Linked DNA regions of Sus scrofa: all the other regions are linked to region 1. A link is a contact called in public HiChIP or PLAC-seq data. All regions are on one chromosome and are shown on one strand. Each heading gives the region's core, a stretch centred on a gene start, on an enhancer-like site or on the middle of the called end of the contact. The rest is flanking DNA. Distances are from core to core; before and after follow the strand shown. Region 1 overlaps GNA13 (guanine nucleotide-binding protein subunit alpha-13). Region 2 has its middle 8.1 kb from the start of RGS9. Region 3 overlaps RGS9 (regulator of G-protein signaling 9).

Region 1 (3,000 bases), core at 175-2,674:
TATGAACCATATTTTGTGTCAGCTTCACTAAGCTGTGTCTCAACTAGGAATGGCCTCAATGTTGTCCCCATTTACAAGAGTCTTGTGTTATAGAGATTCTTTGCTTGCAGAGACAAAATGGGTGGGGGCCCTGAGTTTGAAGTTAGTAGAAAAACTGAGAACACAAATTAGAAAGTAACTTCTATTAAGCAAATGTGTGGTTACAGGGAGACCTGGCAGTTTATTTGCCCAGTTACCAAACAACTGGCAGATTTATTCAACATTCTCTTCTGAATGGCTAAAGTATATACAGAACAGAATTTAGGATGTACTAGTTTAAAAGGATGTGGCATTTAAGCTAGATGGCCAAAAGACACACTAGAAGAAATCACCTGCTTTTTTAGAAGAACATACCCAAACACTGGCAGCTTTATAGCAACAGGAAGGGGACAACTCTACTTACTCAACAGAGGTACAATCGAGTAGAGGTGTTAGCCTCAAAGTCTTATCTAAATTTTTAAAGTCTGTAGTGATAAGGATCAAATACAGATGTTTAAAAAGCAGGGCATACACATTCTAGAAAGCAACTTGGCAATATGTAACAGGAGCTTTAAAAATGATCCACCTCACAGAACTACAGGAGAAGCACAGGCAAGTACCACAGCGGTAGTGCATCACATCGTGGCCGAAGGAAAGGTTAGGTGAGAGCCGCTGGATTCTTTCTTTTACGTATTTTACACACTTGAGACCAAGCGTCGGCCAAAGGTGACCAGCAGGCCAAACACAGCCCTCTGCCCATCTTGTGTGGCCCATGAAGCTGCACTGGAGCAGAGCTGTGCTCATCTGTTTATGTGCCTTCTGTCTATGGCTGCCTCCCGGCCACAGCAGCCAGGAGAGCAGGCATCACGGTGCATGTGGCGCTCTCTTCTCTTTGCAACCACAAACTGCCCAGACACAGTTAAAACTTGAAAATGTTTCAAGTGTCATCAGTACTGCAATACCATGCCTTTTTTTTTTTTTTAATTACTAGTGCCCATCCACCAAAACAAGAAGCAAAAAAGAGAACTTTTATGTGTTGCGCTTTCAAGGCACAGCAGAATGTGGATGATTCTGACATCAAACGAGGTGGCAAAGCACTGTGTTTATCATGCAATGACCCTACAGCTGTACTAAAAGTATATGTGTACATCAACACCACCAGACTAAGCACTCTGCAAAATAATCCCAGCTTACAGAAAAGCAAGTCAGAAAAGTTACACAATTTTAAATAGAATAGTTCATCACAGAATTTCTTCACAAAAGGAAAAAATGAAAACGAGACTGCAACTGCTAGCCAACAAGTTTCCAAGAGCTTCTTATTTGTTAGCCAAGCAAGGACTACCAGGGACTGCTCAGTAGTTGTTTACTTAAGGGATCAATGCCAAGTGTGCAGAGACTAAAGAATTAGCCTGTATGAACAGTTTGTGTGGAAGAACTACAGATGAGAACATTTTCAAAGAAGCTGAGAAAACACTCTATTAGTACAACTTGAATTGGAATATGCTAATGTGAATTACAACTGATGGTGGTAAAAATATGTGAGGAACAGAAAAGGGACACATTTACAAAGATTGTGAAAACGATCACACTATGTATTACTCACCAGTAGCAACTGCAGGAAATATATGAATCCACAGTGTGTTACTGAACCAGTACTGTTCAGGGTGAATTTAATTCACTCTCATGGGCTTGAGCATCATCGGTTCCATGAATTTTTGTCAGAAACAGAACTGAACAGGCTGTCTTGTCCTATTACACAGCTTGATGGCTTAACAGAGATATATTCTTACTGAGATTTTTTTAAACTAATGGATGAAACTGAATTTTTTCCAAACAAGAACCACCTTCAACTACTAACACAGAACACTGAAGGGCATTTCAAAATCAGTTGTAGGGAAGACTTCATTACATTTCTTAATAAATTCAACCCCAAACAAGGCAAAACAGTTTTTTTGCAAACCTTACACCATGGTAAAATCATTTTGACAACGAGAATTATCTGAATCATAAGCAATGTTCAGCTGCTTTATACACTTTCTTTGCTGTCCGAAGTTGAAACAGTGGGCCTCCATTTTCACTCAAAATTTGCGGCAGCTATCTACTTCTAAAATCAAACTAGTGCTCAGCAACATCTTTCAGACCATCATGCAAGTGCAAAAAAAAAAGGTCCATACTTAAATCCATTTAACTGTGCAATCAGGAGCTTCCACCTAACCTTCGATTGGAAATGGTATACCTGCAATGCAAATAAATGACATGCCAAGAGGCAAACGTCTACAAGAATCTAATGGAATTCTACAAATGTCTTCCAAGCAATGTCTACGTTCAATTAAAATCACATGCTCATTTGGCATATGCAAAGTGTGTGAAAAATCTCACCAAAAACTATCATTAACGGGTGAATATTTGCAACTGATTTTGCTAACAGGGAACATTAAAACTTTGAACCCCACTTAAGCAAAACGTTACCCCCTTCTAAATTCTTCCCCTTAATAAACCTAAATTCCCCTTAGTAAACCTAAATTCTTCCCCTTAGTAAACCTGTGTACTACAATACACTGTATACAATTTTATTATTACATTTTGAATTTCATCAATTAAAAAAAACTATGGAAATTTGAATATTCTTTTGTTGCATAAATACCTAGGAAACGCCCTTGACTTTTGTCTCTTGGCATAAGAAGTCTGAAATATCACACTACCGAGCCCTCTGCAGAAACAATTTTCTGACTCCTGTTCTAGATCAATGGTTCTTAACCTTGGCAGTGCACCTTACATGCGTGTTAAAAATAAGGATTCCCAGACCCAGCACGAATCTACTAAATCAAAATTTTAACAAGATCCAAGAGAAGTAATTCTAATGTAGCCAGCCCCAGCATCAGTTCAGCTCCTTCTAAATTAGATTTCCTATTAATTTTACCTTTGGATATTGACTACACCAAGTCAGCTAGAATTTCTTTTTTAAAGCCTTGTAAAAATGCC
Region 2 (3,119 bases), core at 484-2,983, 65 kb after region 1:
ACCTCCTGCATACATACGTGCTGAAGTGACTCTTAACTACATTCTGTTTCTAGGAGGAAATATCAGTCATTTTACTCAAGTTGGTCTTTAACAAATTGCCTAGGTTTGTCATTAAGAAGCCCTGAATCGTAGAAGTTCCATTTGGAACAATTCATATTTTTCCCATTTAATTCTTCCTTCCTTCCTCCCTCTCTCCCTTTCTTTCTTCCACACCTGAAGCATGTGGAAGTGCCTAGCGAATCAAACCCGAGCCACAGCAGTGACAGTGCCAAATTCTTAAACGCTAGGCCACCAGGGAACTCCTCCATTTAGTTATTTCTATTGTTTAATAAATAATATATTGATAACATTTGCTCAATAATATTACGATCTTGTCCACTGTCCATGATGTGTGTGGGAGGAAGGGCAAGGAGGGGTCACTTCCTTTTCCAAATGTTAGTAGATGTAGTACTTCATTATTTATGGACCATTTTCTAGAACATCTGTAAAACTGAAACCATCCTTACTGAAATTCAGTCAGATGATTTTCAAAAAGCAGTTCTGAGATGTCTTTTGAGAAGTGAGAGTGCCTCTTGAACAGGACTGTGCTCAGGTGAAGGATTTCTTTATGTCAGCATCTCCCAAAAATATGTTCTGGGAAAAACCACATTGGGGAGATATTAATAGGGTGTTACTCAAGGCTCTGTGGTCAAATGCTTGAGAAACACCAGGCTAACCAAAGTGACGCGAGTTCCATTATTGCGGAGTTTCTCAGAACAATTTAATACTCTATTATTATTTGTGCTAAGAGACTATGGTTCAAATCCTAAATTTATTTGTCCATCTTTTATTTTCCCCTCAGGAACACATTATGGTAAAAGCTTATTTATTTTATTTATTGTCTGTTTTTTAGGGCCATGTTTATTTATTTATTTACCTATTTGTTGTCTTTTTTTTAGAGCTGCACTGGTGGCATATGGAGGTTCCCAGGCTAGGGGTCTAATCAGAGCTGTAGCTGCCGGCCTACACCGCAGCCACAGCAATGCAAAATCTTCTTTAAATACTCCCCAATCTTTGTGTGTGTGTGTGTGTGTGTGACACCCGCAGCATTTGGAGGTACCTGGGCAAGGGATGGAAGCTGAGCCACAGCCCTGACAATGCTGAGTCCTTAACCACTAGGCCACCAGGGAACTCCTGCCCCAACATGATCTTATAGAGAAGATAAATCTGGTTCATTAAACATACTAAGATCACACACAATAGGAAAGGATCACATACAGTAGGACAGGATGGCAGATACCATCCCCATTTTAAAACTGAGCGCACTCCAGGTCAAAAAGTTCAGGTAGTGAGTGCCTGTGCCAAGCTGCTGCCCTGGAAGAGAAAGAACCCCGGCCAGTATTCTGCAAGTAATCTAGTCGCCAGAGTCCCACTTCCCCTTCCTCTCCCACGGAGAGGGCATTCTGATACCCCATTCCGTCTTCCTTCCAAACTGCACTCTGCATGTTCCCCCGGAACCCTGTTCTTACAGGGCCACCGCGCTGTTTGCCCTGACTCCTCTCTCCCCAGTCTAGCCACAGTTAAATACTAAGACACGTTGTTTCAGTTACTTGACTGTTTTTTTTTTTTTTAATATTTTATTTTATTTTTGGCTGTGCCCAAAGCATACTGAATTTCTCGGTCAGCGATGGAACCTGCGCCATAGCAGTGACATGGCCAGATCTTTAACCCACTGTGCCACCAGCTAACTCCACTTGACTGTTTCTTAAACGGGCCGTTCTCGCAGATACACGAAAACAAGCCCTAAATGACATATTTTTAGGTTGGGGTTTCACCGTTATTTTCTCCGAGCCAATGGGCCTCAATCAGTTACAAAAAAATAAGTCCACAGCTCTGAGTATTCGAGGAGCTGATCCCCAGTCAGCACTTGGAGGAAAGGGGCCCCGGCGCCGTGGCCTTAAGGCGGCCCCCTCTGTGAATCCTCGCTCCCGGCCCCCCAGTTCTGGTGCCCGCGCCCCGCACCTAGCGACCCCCACCTGAGCCCCTCGCAGGAGACACACCCTCCCACCAACGCCCGCAAACTCGCCGCCTTGGGGCGGGTGGGGGCGGAGCCGGAAGTGGGCCGCCGGCGGAAGTCCTCCTCCCGGGAGCCTGCTCTTCCTCTCTAGGAGTTTGGAGGCATCCGCACCTCTATGGCCTGGGCCTGGGGTGGCCACCCTGCGTGAGGGGCCTTTGGGGCTCTAGAGGTGGATAGCAGCTCGCTGCCTTTGGGACGCTTTCCTGCCCTTTTATTCGCGAGTGCACCTGGCAGCGCTACTGGTAGGGAGTCGGAAATTGCCCTCATCACTCTTATAAATAATGGAGCTACAGGAGCACAATAGAGTCCCCCAAACCAGTTTTCTAGCCGTTTTGTACTAGAGTAGGCGCACATTTTTTTATTGACACGAAATCCAGCTTGGATGCAGTAACACAACTGAAATGACCTTAAATAATAATACTTAAAAAAAAAAAAGATTTTATGTTTAGAGTACCTTCTCCTCCCCACCCCCACCCAGGCAGAGCCCTCTTGTCCCCCTTAATCCTGCAGGGACAGGCGGGTACACCTGTGCTTCCCCTCAACCCCAGGGGCCCCAACTGGCTGTTCAATCAGAGGTTCATGTGAACAGCTTTTTTATGGTACTCTCTTATTCCGGGTTGCTGCTCTAAAAAGAGGAAGGGGAAACTAGGCAAGTACAACTACAGAATCCAGTAAAATTAGAATTGTCTAGGTAGAAAAAGCATAATAAGGGTGTGGGGAAGTTAGTTCATTCCGGGCAAAGGGAACAGAAATATACAGTCCTATTGAAAAACCACCGAGCGATCTATAGCAGAGGCCATTGCACGTGTTTAGGCTCTGACTCGGGAGAAAATTCATCCCAGCGAAATAATCCAAGAGGGAGGAAGAGCTGCATTTCTGAAGCAGTTCTGTAATGGACCCCTTTTGACTTTTACTTGCCCAACATCCAGTTTTCTTTTTTCTGGTTTTTGCATCATGATTTTTCCGTGGGAACCATGGAGCTCTCAGCGCAGGTCTGGGGTGAGCCCAGGCCTGGCTGATGGGAAAATCCCAGCGTGGATTAAGGAGGTGAGATGTGTAGGCA
Region 3 (2,838 bases), core at 302-2,801, 110 kb after region 1:
CTGGTTGGAGGCAGAGAGAGGAAGGTACACAGGGATTTCAACCTCCCTGCCTGGTCCATCACCAGCTGGTGAGAACAGCGCTGTTTACTCTGGTGGCCGGTGAAAGGTAGAAATATGGCTTAAGCACCGTGCTTGGCAGAGCCCTCAGCCTGGAGCCTTCTGTGAGTGACAGCCCCACTCCCACCAACTGGGCACAAACAGCGTTCTTCCTGTGGCTCCTTTGTGACCAGTCGTGGCTGGAGTTGGGGTGGCGCTCAGAGGGTGGCCTGTGGACAATGCCCCGAGGGTCAGGGCTCGAGGAAGACCCACAGCAGCAGTGTTGTCAGCGTCTCTGTTTCGTAGCTGAGGAGGCAGGTGGAAGGTGTAGGCAGCTCCTCCAGGACACACGTCTCGGGACTGGGAAAGCCAGGTTTGAACCTCAGCTGCAGGTGCCTGAGCCCGCTCCGTACCCCACTTGTGTGTCCTAATGTCCCTGATTCGGCCTCTGGAAACTGTTGGATGTCACTCAGTTCTCACGGCAGCTTGATAAGAGAAGGCATATCGGTTCCATTTAAAATTTTTATTTGTGTATTTATTTATTTATTCATTCATTCATTCCCAGGCTAGGGGTCGACTCGGAGCTGTAGCCACTGGCCTATACCGTAGCTCATGGTAACGCCGGATCCTTAACCCATTGATCAAGGCCAGGGATCGAACCTGCATCCTCATGGATACTAGTCAGGTTCTTAACTCACTGAGCCACAATGGGAACTCCCCAGTTCTGTGTTTCAGGGGACAAAACGGAAACAGAGAGAGGGAGCCGATGGCCCGGGCTGGGCTGGCCAGGGGTCCCTTAGCTTCTCCTTTACACACCTCCCCTCCCAGACCGCGTCCTCGGCTCTTGCACTCCGTGCTCGTGCTCGATTTCCTGGCAGGGGACATGTCCTCACATGCCCAGCAGGCCCCACACATGGCGTTATGTCTTTGTTGTCCTAAAAAAAACCCTGACTACGGCTTTTGGGACCCGCAGCCCTGCATTTTCAAGTTGCCCTGAGCTCTGGAAGCCGTGGGGTCAGTCCCACCTCCACCTGATCAGGAAGGAGGACGTGGCAGGACAGAGACTTACTTTGATGACCACAGCCCGGAATTCTTGTCTCCGTGGACAGCCGCCCCCCCCCCCCCCCCCCCCGCCGCCACACAACCCCCGCTTTTCCTGTCAGCTCTCTGCACTGACCACTCAGCACGCAATTTCCGGGTCTCTGGCTTTTGACCCCCTCTCTGCTCCCAGCCCCAGTTCCTCGTGGTCCTCCCCGCCTTGCCTTTCACCCTGGGGCTGGCCCGGCCCTTGCCTGCGCATCCGCAGAGGTTCCTGGCCACCCGTTCTCAGGGCCCCTCCTTGCTCCTCTCCTGGGCTCCCGCGCTCCTGTCCGTAGTAACCCCTGGGGTCTCACAGGGCACAGCCCTGACCCCCTCGTGCCCTGTAACAATTGCCTGCAGCCTGCATCCGGGGCTCAGGGCTGGCCAGCTGGTCACCACAGAGCTGTGCAAACAAGCGCTGGATGTGTCCCTATTTGGGCAACGCTGCAAGTGAAAAATAATAAGTTAGAATCCCAGGAATGCAGAGTATTTGAAGATCCCTTAGGGAGAGTGCTCCTTCTGCAGCAAAGTGTGTCACTGGGGCGAAGGACAAGGAAGTGACTTTCCTCCAGGAGCGCCAAGCGCTGAGAAAGTTGGGGCTTGTGCGTGAAAGCTAGGGCGAAAGGAAGGTTTCTTTCTCATTTCAGCATTCCTCGAGTTGCTTAGAAATGTGCGTGGGCATGTTTTTAGTAACTTTGCTTTACTGTTTCTTAGGGCTTTTGGCTGAGTAATAAGATTATCAAGAGTCGGTCTGTGAGATCTAACAAATACAATACAGGGTGCCCTGTTAAATTTAAATTTCAGATAACAGGGAATCAATCTTGTTGGTATGAATATGTCCCCAGTGTTGCACAGGCATCCTGTATTTTTTCTTGCAACTGGGCTGAAGCATCTTCTCAGCAGCATATGAACCTTCATCCATAGCCAGGGTGCACTGGGTCCCTGCTCTATGCCAGTCTTTTAGGTCCTGTTATGTCACTCAGTCCCCCCATTTTCTATTTCATTTTACAAGTGAGAAAACACAAGCTCTGAGATACTAAATAACTCATCCAAAGTCCTGTGGCCTATAAGTGACAAAACCACAATTTTGACCTTTCTGACCCCAAAATCAGAAAAAAAAAATACTTTTTTTTTTTTTTGGTCACGCCCAGGGCATATGGAAGATCCCTGGCCAGGCCAGGGATAGAATTCAAGCTGCAGCTGCGACTGTGCCACAGCTTTGGTAACTCCGGATCCTTTAACCCACTGAGCAAGGCCGGGGATTTGAACCTACATCTCTGCAGTGACCCGAGCCCCTGCACTCGGGTTCTTAACCCACTGTACCACAGCAGGAACTCCTCAATACTCTTTCCTAAAACTACCCTGACTCCATCACATTCTCTCTCTGTCTTTCAGAAAAGCCCAGAACCCTCTCCCCCACTGCCCAGATACACATACACGCACACTCCTAAAAGGACAGAGACACCCTGTTTGTCAGTCTATGGGAAGCAGGTCTCATGAACAGCCATTTTTAAAGCTAGAAATAAATGCTAAAATCCATGTGGACAATCCAGGATGCTCTAGGGCAAGCTCCTAGACCCAACCCAATCCGCTGCAGCCTGATTCCCAGAAGGCAGCTGATAATTTTGAAAATCAGAAAACCAACTCAGAGCTCTAGAAAGATAATAAAGTCAAGAAGTGAAATAAAACATAAAACGTAAAAAAAACCTGAAGCCTGAGTTC

The links. HiChIP or PLAC-seq counts read pairs in DNA pulled down with a chosen protein or histone mark.
Region 2: an H3K27ac HiChIP or PLAC-seq map of alveolar macrophages shows a contact between it and region 1. The contact joins two enhancer-like sites. A contact is called at or near these places in 1 of 5 promoter capture datasets (fetal liver) and 1 of 2 datasets of contacts at active chromatin or transcription factors (alveolar macrophages).
Region 3: a contact with region 1 is called in an H3K27ac HiChIP or PLAC-seq map of alveolar macrophages. The contact joins two enhancer-like sites. A contact is called at or near these places in 2 of 47 Hi-C or Micro-C datasets (embryonic fibroblasts and epiblast stem cells) and 1 of 2 datasets of contacts at active chromatin or transcription factors (alveolar macrophages).

What each region holds. Positions count from the first base shown.
Region 1 is chr12:11,941,312-11,944,311 of Sscrofa11.1, forward strand. The region is part of intron 2 of GNA13 (guanine nucleotide-binding protein subunit alpha-13); the gene reads right to left. Among named protein-coding and RNA genes, the nearest start is that of GNA13, 24 kb to the right of the region's middle. Within about 2 kb of position 1,425, at least 18 of the 83 cell types and tissues checked have an H3K27ac peak or open chromatin away from gene starts, as enhancers often do. A contact at or near this core is called in alveolar macrophages, where this site is marked.
Region 2 is chr12:12,005,703-12,008,821 of Sscrofa11.1, forward strand. No RefSeq gene overlaps it. Among named protein-coding and RNA genes, the nearest start is that of RGS9, 8.1 kb to the right of the region's middle. Within about 2 kb of position 1,734, at least 71 of the 83 cell types and tissues checked have an H3K27ac peak or open chromatin away from gene starts, as enhancers often do. A contact at or near this core is called in alveolar macrophages, where this site is marked.
Region 3 is chr12:12,049,535-12,052,372 of Sscrofa11.1, forward strand. The region is part of intron 9 of RGS9 (regulator of G-protein signaling 9); the gene reads left to right. Among named protein-coding and RNA genes, the nearest start is that of RGS9, 36 kb to the left of the region's middle. Within about 2 kb of position 1,552, at least 31 of the 83 cell types and tissues checked have an H3K27ac peak or open chromatin away from gene starts, as enhancers often do. A contact at or near this core is called in alveolar macrophages, where this site is marked.